3 separate regions of the Zea mays genome follow, and regions 1 and 2 are each linked to region 3. Evidence: chromatin contacts called from public Hi-C data. All regions are on one chromosome and are shown on one strand. Each heading gives the region's core, a stretch centred on a gene start, on an enhancer-like site or on the middle of the called end of the contact. The rest is flanking DNA. Distances are from core to core; before and after follow the strand shown. Region 1 holds the start of LOC100383393 (Protein RETICULATA-RELATED 3 chloroplastic). Region 2 has its middle 34 kb from the start of LOC100501609. Region 3 holds the start of LOC100282739 (ADP-ribosylation factor).

Region 1 (3,742 bases), core at 30-2,529, 200 kb after region 3:
AAATTTATAATGTTCCCTTTGGTTTTCGACAACGCACTGTTTTTCAAGTGTTGGGCATGTTCCCTTTGGTTTCAAAATTAAAACACGCATATCGTTTTTGAAACACTCGACAACACACTGTTTCTCAAACGTTGGACTGCAGGTTTTGGACTGCTGATATCCGGGTGCCCTCACTGTACACGTGCTTGTCAAATACCTGAAACTCTAGGAAGTAGTTGATGATTTTATCTTGCAGCCTGCTGTTTCAGATCATCACACATATGGAACCTAACAGATTCAGGATTGTACGACGCCTTCTTTTTGTGTTTAGTTAAGTTTGCACCTTGAAAAAGGATTTGGAAAACATGGACCCCTCTTCGATGCAAGTTCTTTATTTGGTTAGCAATCAAGAACATGTGTTAGACAGCAGATTGCCTAGCGAAGCATGGGCTATCGCACCACTGTCTTTGCCTCCTCTGTGATCAAGATGCGGAGAATATGCAACACATTCTTGTGTCTTCTCCCGGGAGGTTTGGACCAAAATCCTTATATGTGTTGGTCTGCAGGCAGTTGCTCTCTAACCTAATGTGCGATCTTTCTCTGCCTAGTGGTGATGGGCAGCCAACAGTTTGCCAAAGGAGAAGAGGAAAGGGTTTAATCTCCTAGCCATTCTTGTGGTCTGGACTCTTTGGAAGCATAGGAATGCATGTATGTTTGAGGGTCTTAATCCTAGTGTCTCTTTAGTCTGCCAAGAAGTTGGTAAGGAGACCGAGCTTTGTTGTCTTGCTGGTAATACGACACTCAAGGAGCTACTCGGTGAGGCGCGTAGGCTGGACACCTAAATTTGTCATATAGGGTTGTTTGTTTGTCATTGTGTGGTGCGCTTGTTCTCTAGAGTGTTGGTGTGGTGAGAGGTAGTCTACATGCCTCCCTTATGTGATGTGTTGTTTTCTTTCTTTCTTAATAAAATTGTTTTCTTTCTTTTTTAATAAAATGACGCGTAGCTCTCGTGCGTCGTTCGAGAAAAAATAAGCGTTTTTTCTAAGTTAACTAAAAACATAGAAAATAATATCAAAATTTATATTTTGATATAAATTTATTATAAAAGTATATCAGTACATAAATATAATAAAATATATTATAAATATTAGTATATATAATTAATTAAATTTTGATTATTTGAGAAACGATATGTATATTTATTTTAGCATGGAGTGAATATTCCACTCCCACTGAGCAACTCAAAAAGGCCAAAACCCTTCCCCAGGGGCCGTCTCGCTAGTCGCTACTCACTGTACCGCACCGCCGCCGCCGTCTCGCACACGGGGCACAGGACGCGCGCGATCCCCTCGAGTCCGGATTGCCATGGCCACCACGGCGTTCGCCGCCGCCAGGTTCTTCCCCGCCCACCTCGACTCCTCCCCACGCATCGCGCCCCACCGCGTCGGGCCCACCGCGAATCTCTCCTTCTCACCGCTTTCCGCCAACTCCTCGTCCCTGCGCCGCCTCCATTCCCCCTGCCCATCCGGCCCCGGGGGTAGGCTGCCCCCGCCGCCGCGATCGTACGGCGGCGCCGGCGGATCTGGCGACGCCGCGAACTCCGGTGGCGGCGAAGGCCGCCGCGGAGGCATCCTCGGGCTCCTCCTCGCCGGGTGGGCCGCCCGCGTCGCTGCGGACCCGCAGTTCCCTTTCAAGGTGCTCATGGAGGAGCTCGTCGGCGTCACCGCTTGCGTGCTTGGCGACATGGCCTCCCGCCCTAACTTCGGCCTCAACGAGTTGGACTTCGTCTTCTCCACGCTCGTCGTCGGATCCATCCTCAACTTCGTCCTCATGTACCTCCTCGCCCCCACCGCCGGCGTCGCCGCCGCCGCGTCGTCCGCCGCGTCCGCGCTCCCCAGCCACATGTTCGAGCCCGGCGCGTACTCCCTCGGCTCCCGCGTCGCCACGATCATGTCCAAGGGCGCCACCTTCGCGGTGGTCGGGTTCGCGGCCGGGCTCACCGGAACCGCGATCTCCAACGGGCTGATCGCGATGCGGAAGCGCATGGACCCGGCGTTCGAGACGCCCAACAAGCCGCCGCCCACGCTGCTCAACGCGGCCACCTGGGCGCTCCACATGGGTGTCAGCAGCAACCTGCGGTACCAGACGCTGAATGGGATCGAGTACCTGCTCGGCAAGGTCGCACCGGCGCCGGTGTTCAAGGTGTCCGTTGTTGCTCTCCGCTGCATGAACAACGTGCTGGGTGGGATGTCCTTCGTGCTGCTTGCCAGGCTGACCGGGGCGCAGAAATCAGACAAGCCAGCGACGGTCGCGGAAGAGAAGGAGAGGTTGATAGCTGTGGGCAATGCCGCAGCAGATGCCATCAACGAGGCGAGGCATGGAGAGGGTAAGTAGGTGGTAGAGGAGAGAGACGAGTAAGTTGATGGTGCATCATCTCAGACTCGTTTGCTGGTTCTTGGACATAGACCAAGAAACTCACCTAGTCACCTGTAGAGTTGGTTGGAATAAGGAGTGGAGTGAGGTTCAGAACTTCTTTTTTAAAAAACTCTGTTTGTGGTTTATCGGTGTTGATGATGACATGCTTAGTGATGGTAGAATAAAGTTTTTTTTTCCTCTCATGCTCATTTGATCGTTGACTCGATGGGTAGCCTGTTTGTTAAATACCTTCAGTTTTTGCATGCAGTATATATGATTCTGAATGGTACTATGATGTACAGATGAGAGGACTCAGTGACCCAAAGGGGATTTGTTGATGATCTAGTTAATCTTGCACTCGATTATAACAAGTTTGTACAGGACAATATCAATTTCTATTGTAGTATCTCATTACGGTCGGACTTAACCAAACATAGTATAATGTTATTGGTTACCATTCACATTATAAACATGTGAACCAAATAGTACTCTAGTGTTTTCTTAAGTGCGTGAATGGCTTGTGCTTACCTAATAATCAAGATTCCAGTATTGAATGTCTTACTGATGCAAATAAGGCCACAGGGCCATGCTAGAACAATGCATGGGTCTAAGATGTCTGTTGGAAGTTGGAACTACATTTAGGTCTTACTGCTACATTTCATTGTTACTGTCATGCTTAAGATCAAGTTGGGAAAAAATATTTAAGGGCTTGTTCGGTTCGCTCTCGATCCATATGGATTGAGTGGGAGTGGGAGTGAGAGTGGGATTGGATAAGTTTAAACCCCAAGCAAGTCAAACTTCTTTTTAATTTTTTTCAATTACATCCAATCCATGTGTAATAGAAATAACCGAACAAACCTTAAATCAAGTTGTACCATGTGGAAAATAACAAACAGGACCGGAAATAATTTCGCTGTTATCAGTTGATTGCATGTATCGATTCGCGTTCACCTTGATCGGTAGGTAGAGCTATATTGTTGGTCGCTTTATTTATCTTATCTCTCTTAATCAACCGCATCCAACGGTCAATGTTTTTTTGGGTCATCTCCCACTCGCCTCTATCCCCCATGATCACCCTAACATGTTTCGCCTGTTCGATCAATAGAGCCTTAGCCCTACACCTGCCTCGCCTGGACGAACCCCACCCCCCTTTGCGGGATCTCCCTCAACAACGACGATGCTGATGGTTGCACAGAAGCTCTGTGACCCCACGTGGAGCCGACATTAGCCCCACGACCACCACCATGACGAAATTGGGTGGCCAAGCGGGAGCATACGAGTTAGGTGGCCTACTAATCTACCTGTGGTGTGGTGCAACAGCTGACATGACTTGCCCTATGCCCCTATT
Region 2 (4,061 bases), core at 254-2,753, 150 kb after region 3:
TGGGCGTTTCACATCGTCCTTAAGAACGAGACACTGTTGAACGACATCGACGTCGTTACCCTATTATCAGCTAGGAACAAACGTACAACCATGTCCTTATCATGTGTTTCATATTATTCTATCTAATTTGTTAAGATATGGATCTGGTAATTCAAGTTTTACTCTTATAATTGCATGATGTGTATATTTAGATCTATTCAATTTCTGTACACGTTTATCGTTATGATCGTATGCTCTCTTTTCGGATTAAATTAAAACCAAATGTGCAAGTGCAACATGCTGCCCACTGGGTTCGTCGTTCGAGTACAGGGGTAGGAGGCGAAAGGCTTCACGCCTCAAGCTGACATGTGTACCTGTGTTGTGGACAAAAGACACGATTGTGATGCATGGCATATCATGTACAGTATAATCGTGTTATTTGTTCTACAGCCGTATAAGAAGAATCACTATCTTCGCCTCTTTTCGGGCTGCTCTTTTGCGATCTCTTGCTGGAATTGGATGCATCTACATACTACATTACTACATATGGTTATAGGTGTCCGAAAGGAAAAGTTGGTTGCTGCTCAATCTTTGACGGATGCTGCTGCAATGAGGTGATACTCTCTCGAGCCCGGGGGCACATGTGAAATGCTCTCTTTCTCAATTCTGCGTATGCTTTGAGCCTTTGATAACCAGGGGTCGACACTGGCTGCACCACTCTGCAATGTGCAATGATAGGACGAGACGAGATGAGACGATCCCTCAAATAAGATTATTTGGTTCAGGGTCAATGGTTGAGACATGACTATCACAGTATTATCCCAGTTATCCCTCAAAATTGGAGGGACGAGAGAGGACATCAGAAGATGTCTCTGTCCTGGCTGTCCTGCAACCAAACGCACCCTTGCATTCCTTCTCCGGCTCTCTTCTTGACATGCATGCTGGTTGTTGTCTGCGGTCACCGCGTGCGGGCAACTATGTAGATTCTTTCCAGGTGAACATATTGATTGAGGTTCTGAAGATTATTGTAGAAAGAAGATCAGTATGGAGTTATTACGGTGTGACGACTATTAGAGGTGGTGGCTATAGTATAGAAATCTTTGTAAGCCATAGATGGAGGTTTAATACTAGATTAGAGGGTGTTTGATTCATTTTTTTTTTTGAATTATCTATCTTTTTTGTTTTATGGTGGATATTTATTTAATTTTCGATACCGTATGCAGAAGACTGCAAAAGGCTAAACATTTATGCTTTTAAGGCTAGTTTGGGAACCCCATTTTCTCATAGGATTTTCAAGAGAAATTAGTTAATTTTTGTTTGAAAAATAGAGTTTCTAAACTAGTCCTTATAATAAAAAAATTTGGCCTGCTCTCCAATGATAACACAAGATGCGCCGTGCAGAAGCCCAAAACTGCGCATATCACTTTCCTGGAGCCAGCAGCCCAGCACGAAGTTGGGCCTGCACCTGCAGGCTGCAGCCGAGCCCACGGTTCATCGGCACCTCTTCCCCGCCAGGCTGCACGTCCTCACTCGGATAGACCGACAGAGTCACAGAGCCTCCACTTGGAGTAGAGCACCCGGTCGATCGGTCCAAGGCCGACACTTGGCGAGCCGGGAGCGCCGAGTGCGGAAGCCGGCCGTGGTGGTTTCTGGTTTTGTGAGTGGTGACCACTTGGACGCTAGTGGACGCACGCGCATGGCGCATCCATCCGCCTGGCGCCTGCGCTGTGACCTGTGGGGTTGTCACTTGTCAGCTCGGCTGCTCACGTCGTCCAAGACGCGCGTCAAGTATCAACTCAAAGTCCAAGTCTTACTGGGCACCACCACATTATCTCAACTTCTCAAGTGAAGCAGAGCAGAGTGGTGCAGCCAGAGTGACACCGGACCAATTAATCATTCTGCCTGGCTGCACAGTGCTCTCAAGTGGCCGAGGTGCGAGGGGTTTTTTTTCCACCCAAATAAAGTTCAGTCTCATTCATATCGCTCCACTGCCGAAAGACGATGGAGCCTGTTAGGTACTGTAGCTAGGTACGGTGCCCGCCGCTGCCATCGAAGCATCCATGGCCACAAGCCGCCAGGAGCGGATCGAGGGCATGATGATGCCCTCACGTGCACAGGCACGCATGCTTTGCTTCCCCTTTCTCTAACACCTTGCTAGCTCTTGCATTGCATATACATCACACCACCACCTTGTTCTTGCCCGGTGCTCTAGCTAGCCAGTCATTCGTATTGCATTGGGCTTGTAAGCTTGTTTGTCTAAACAAATAAAGCAGCACGTGCCGGCCGAATTATTGCTAAGCTCGTTGGCTAAACATTATTATATTTTGGTTATTTGACCGGCCATATATAAGAAACAGGCCGGCCTTTAGCCCCTAGTATTTGGTTACCCTTCTCCTGTACTATCTATAACCAGATGCCTTTCTTGAGGAAGCAACTTCAGGCACCGCCGGCAAATGAACGGGCCACGGCCAGTGAAGTCAAGCAGGACTCTGCAGGAGTAGGAGTAGGCAGCAGCAAGCACTTGGCGCCTTGGGATATATAAAACGAGTTTTTGTTTAGACGGTCGACATCATTCTGCTACCAAGAGTTTTTCTTTACGGTTGAATGTTGCCACCACCTCGCTGTCAGCCTGTCACTCTCTCTATACATTATTATTGCCAATGGTCCACATGAGTACCTGACGCATAATTTAATAATACTCACAAGTCACAACTCGCTTGTCGGCTTGCCCAGTCTCCAATCTCCATCATTTCCCACGAGAAAGTTCCAAGAACATGCACCGATGAGTCAGCACTCAGCAGCTTTCGCTCGTGTATATGGTTATATAAAAAAACTATTTTATACTGTTTATGTAGTGAAGTTTAAAATAAGAGTTAAGATAGAGAATATAATGAGATAACTGCTCACACATTAACACACACGCATCTCTATTAACTGCTTAACAAATTGAGCTCAGTTTGCTTTTTTCCTTCTTCCGCAAATAGAGCCTTGTGATGCTGATGTACGGATCCTAGCTTTTGCTTAATTAATTAATACACGCAGTGCTCCTAGCTCTTACTATGGTCAGGAACGAATCCGAGAATCCATCACGCGGCTCCAGATCAGTAGTCTATTAGATGTATAAATGGCCAATAAACACGAGGCCCACGAGCCCGGCACGAAGCCCGCTGTTTTGGGAAACCGGCTCATAAGATATGCATGGATGTTTTCTTCTATTTTAACATTTTGGACCACGCTTGCACCACATGTTTTGTTTTTGCAAAATCTTTTGGAAATTATTTTCAAAGTTTTTTTGCAAATAGTCAAAGGTAAATGAATAAGATTTTGAGAAGCATTTTCAAGATTTGAAATTTTCTCTCCCTGTTTCAAATGCTTTTCCTTTGACTAAACAAAACTCTCCCTCAATGAAATTCTCCTCTAAGTGTTCAAGAGGGTTTTAGATATTAATTTTAAAAGGGGTCATATCAATTTGAAATTATATAAAAAATAAGATACTAATTGAAAAACTTCTTTAAATTCAAATTGAAAGACTACATTTTTGAAATTGGTGGTGGTGCGGTCCTTTTGCTTTGTGCTAATACTTTCTCCCCTTTGGCATGAATCGCCAAAAACGGATACTTGTGAGTGAAATATAAGCTCTTTTACTTTCTCTTCCCTTTGGCAAATAATATATGAGTGAAGATTATACCAATTTGGAGAGCGGTGCGGAGTGACGGCGAAGGATGAATAATTCGATGGAGTGGAGTGGAAGCCTTGTCTTCGTCGAAGAACTCCATTTCCCTTTCAATCTATGACTTAGCATGAAATACACTTGAAAACCACATTAGTCATAACAAAGAAAAGAGATATGATCAAAGATATATGAATGAGCTATGTGTGCAAGGTATCAATCAAAATTCCTAGAATCAAGAATGTTTAGCTCATGCCTAAGTTTGGTAAAGGTTTTCTCGTCTAATGGTTTGGTAAAGATATCGACTAATTGTTCTTTGGTGCTAACATAAGCAATCTCGATATCCCCCTTTGTTGGTGTCCCTCAAAAAGTGATACCGAATGTCTATGTGCTTAGTGCGGTTGTGCTCAAC
Region 3 (3,987 bases), core at 539-3,038:
ATCCTACAAAATGGAAAGATTTATATCATTAGGAATTAAGTCAGTACAATACATGTATAGGGACTGAGAGTTAGCACTGTGAAATGGCGCTGTTTGATATTTAGCACCCCTATGCATGTCTCATAAGCTGCTCTGACGGCTTTAAAATACTTTGTTGGCAAGTCAACTTATACAGTATCCAAATTCATGATTGTAATATTGCTGAAATAAAAACTACTCATAGAGAAAGGATATTGCAGAATGGAACTTTTTTTTGGAACTACTAAAATAACACTACTATATTACCTCATTCAGCATCCTGTGGAGCTCATCTCTAGCCTCAACAACACGTTCCCTATCATTGCTGTCTACAACAAAAATAAGTCCCTGCGTGTTCTGAAAGTAGTGCCTCCACAGGGGCCTGATCTGTTTGACATAAAGAATAAAGAAACCGTAATTTCTTGGTAAAGTTTATCACAACAGGATAGTGCTATGGATTTTGAGATAGAACACATTTGCAAAGAGTTGATACCATGGTGGTACTTCAGAGATATAACTGAATTTTAAGCACATATGCTCACCTTGTCCTGGCCACCAACATCCCAAACGGTGAAGCTAATGTTCTTGTACTCAACAGTTTCAACATTGAATCCTGCAAAAGTCCAAGATAGCCAATCCTATCAATGGGACTACAGTATAGTTCCATACCATGACTCCAAGTGTTGGTACCAAATGTATATATCATATTTATACCAAGTTCCAGTATATACAGAATGCTCCTAAAAAGATGGCATATCATTCAGAAGCCCATTTTTGTCATGTACTCAAGCCACTATCCCAACAATACATTTTTACACGAAACTAATGTAACACAGAAGGGCAATATTCAGGAAGCAGGATATAATTTTGTCAACTTTTATAGCTCAAACCATTATAACCAGATTAGACTACAGATCATTTTTCACGAACTAATAGTGAATATACACCCGAATGCATAGCACTACCTTCGACTGTGCATTTCAGAAATTGCATGCACCGAACAGTTCACTAGCAATTTCCCACAGTATATTTTAGATGCAAAGCAGAACGGTGGGGAAAAGGCTTACCAATGGTGGGGATGGTGGTGACGATCTCGCCGAGCTTGAGCTTATAGAGGATGGTGGTCTTACCGGCGGCATCGAGCCCGACCATGAGAATCCTCATCTCCTTCTTGGCGAAGAGGCGGCTGAACAGCTTCCCAAAGGAGAGCCCCATCTCTTCCTCAATGAAATCCTACGAGATCCAGAGCGAGGCGCGGGATCGAATCGGATTCGCATGAGAAAGCAGAGACAAGCGAACGAACATATTGGCCAACATTAGCGTCCAATCTAAGCTAATCATGTCGTAGCCGTAGGACGGTAGGAGAGAAAAATACCGCTCGATTGGACGATCGAGACAATCAGATCCGCGCGGGCGCGGGGCGGAATTGTTGACACTACGAAGGAAGAGGCGCTTGACTGGGAGCACTCACCGCGACGGTGGTGAACGCCTTCCTCAGCCGCCGCGAGCTCCCTCCCCCTGGACTCTGAGCCGCTGGGCTTCCGCGATCTGCGCGCTCGGATCGGCGGAAACGGGAGCGCGTGGTGCGGTGGTAGTGGGGCGAGCGAGTGAGCGCTAGGCGAGGCTATTGGCCTTGGCCGCGGTGCGGTGGTGCGGTGCGGCGGTGCGGTGCGGGACTGCGAAGGATTGTCGGTTGTCGCGTGGCGGGCTGAGACCGTCCGCAGCGTTTACCCAATTAACATTTTTTTGCGTCCAGGAATTCCAGCATTTCGTATCTACTTTTTTTATCTCCGGTTCCCTCTATATACCCCCTATATTCCAATATAACAATAAAATATCATTATCTAACTATATTCATCTTTATTACTATTTTTCAATTATTAAATATGGAAGCACTGTGCAAGGGGTACTATAGTGCTCCCCTTGATCTGAGGACGGCGGTGGCCTCCCCTTGCGATATAGCGCGTAGAGGGCCATTTGGAGGCCGACGTTGCTCACGTAGAGGCCCCCTAAGCATGCACACCGGAAAGGGAGAGGGCACCGCGTGGCTGCCGCTGCAGGCAGCCTGAGGTGCGCTCGCGCGGGACCCGACTGAGTCAACCCGCATCGGCATGGAGCCAACGTCATCCCCTAGTGATGGCAATGGGTAAGTGTACGGGTAACTGTGGAAAATTATCCATTGGATATGGGTATGGTGAAATTTGGTATTTGTAGATACGGTTTGGATATAATAAGGTATCCACATATAATTTTTTCGCGGGCCAGTATCCATACCTGTTATCCAACATATATTTGACATGTGGACCATACGAATTTAATATATTATCATAAATTCTTATTTTTCAATTTTTATCCATGACATGTTGTTCGGTGCTGAAATTATCATTTGATGTTGTCGGTGTTTGTTGCCCGACCGCACACCTCGGGGTTACCCTCGTGGTGCTTTTGAGTAGGACGGCGACGTTTATTGTGACTCGATGGTTCGTGCAGTAGCACGATGAGAGAAACACACAAGCTTGAGCAGTTTCGGGCCGCTCGAGAGGCATAATACCCTACGTCATGTGATGGTTTTCTATATTGAGGTGAGTTTACAAGTTGTGGCTATGAGAATGGTGGGCTGAGTATGAGATGAAAATGGTAAGGGTGCCTCCTAGCCTTATATATACACGATCAGATAAAGCCTCCCCGCACAGATGTTGATCGCAATCTCTTTGCTTATCACCTGATTTGTAGCGAACAATCTTCCTTTATCCTGAGAAAATCTTGCGCTCTCACGCCCGAGTTATCGCCGACGGTTTAGTCTGTAGGGTGGACGCAACAAACCCTACCCGACATACCGCGCTCCTACAACAGCTAACTCGGACGTGGGCCTCTTTCGTATCAGAACTGGCTTGCCTCTGCTGGTTTCCTTTATCCGGCTCACCACAAAACGCCCCAGGAGGGCGCCTGCTGGGTGGCCCCATACGTGTTTTCATACTCATGTGGACCCGGGGATATCCATCCCCCACAAGCCCCCGATCTTTGAATTGATTTTGAGTAATCAATCCAAAGGTCTTCTCTGCTTACTTTTGAGTTTAGTGTTTTTCTCTAAGATTTCATGACTCCGTTGGGTGTAGCTCCCGAGCTTTGAATTGATTTAAAATAATCAACTCAAAGGTCTTCACTGCTCGCTTTTGAGTTTAGTGTTCTTCTCTGTGATTTCCTGAGTCCGTTGGGTGCACCGAAGGTGCACCCAATGGGTGTAGCCCCCCGAGCTTTGAATTGATTTGAAATAATCAACTCAAAGGTCTCCATTGCTCGCTTTTGGCTTTAGCGTTCTTCTCTGAGATTTCCTGAGTCCGTTGGGTGCACCGAAGGTGCACCTAATGGGTGTAGCGCCCGAGCTTTGAATTGATTTGAAATAATCAACTCAAATGTCTTCATTGCTCGCTTTTGAGTTTACTGTTCTTCTCTGAGATTTCCTGAGAAGGTGCACCCAATGGGTGTAGCCCACCGAGCATTGAATTGATTTTGAGTCATCAACTCAAAGATCTTCTCATCCTTATTTCAAAAGATTTTGGAGTAGTTTAGCGGTGACATCTGTCCACCCTTTGCTTGGTTTGGAATCACTCCGATCGAACCCATGACGAACTGGAGCCCAGCCTATTGAAACCGAACCAGGGGGAGCCTGGCTGGACGACACTTGACCAAAGACTTCAATGCTTCTGTTGATTGGACTTGTGCTTGATAGAGTCTAGACTGCCTTCAGTTTGACCAATCTTTCCCTTTGTCGTTGTGCATCGTACTGCTTTAGAAAATCTCAGAAACCGAACCAGTAATAGGTGGCGCACATCCCACATTAAATACAGGCGGCGCATGCAGCCTGCAAGGCCTACATCGCTTCAAGTAACCTACACGTTACCGAGGCAAGACAATTGTAACACCCTGAATTTGGGGGTATAAAATTTCTTTTCTAATATCCACCAAATT

Evidence for each region. A called contact is a pair of places that touch in the nucleus more often than the background predicts.
Region 1: a Hi-C map of ear shows a contact between it and region 3, with 1.7 times the contacts expected there. The contact joins the promoter of LOC100383393 here to the promoter of LOC100282739 in region 3. A contact is called at or near these places in 3 of 25 Hi-C or Micro-C datasets (ear, leaf and tassel).
Region 2: a contact with region 3 is called in a Hi-C map of leaf, with 4 times the contacts expected there. The contact joins the enhancer-like site here to the promoter of LOC100282739 in region 3. A contact is called at or near these places in 2 of 25 Hi-C or Micro-C datasets (ear and leaf).

The regions. Positions count from the first base shown.
Region 1 is chr3:191,865,750-191,869,491 of Zm-B73-REFERENCE-NAM-5.0, forward strand. It overlaps LOC100383393 (Protein RETICULATA-RELATED 3 chloroplastic), which reads left to right and starts at 1,280. Exons shown (of 1, transcript NM_001176048.2): 1 at 1,280-2,661. The coding sequence starts at 1,345. The coding sequence ends at 2,373.
Region 2 is chr3:191,812,463-191,816,523 of Zm-B73-REFERENCE-NAM-5.0, forward strand. No RefSeq gene overlaps it. Among protein-coding and RNA genes, the nearest start is that of LOC100501609, 34 kb to the right of the region's middle. Within about 2 kb of position 1,504, at least 19 of the 20 cell types and tissues checked have an H3K27ac peak or open chromatin away from gene starts, as enhancers often do. A contact at or near this core is called in ear and leaf, where this site is marked.
Region 3 is chr3:191,663,646-191,667,632 of Zm-B73-REFERENCE-NAM-5.0, forward strand. LOC100282739 (ADP-ribosylation factor) reads right to left here and starts at 1,789. Exons shown (of 7, transcript NM_001412185.1): 1 at 1,490-1,789; 2 at 1,086-1,251; 3 at 561-631; 4 at 286-405; 5 at 1-3. The coding sequence starts at 1,233.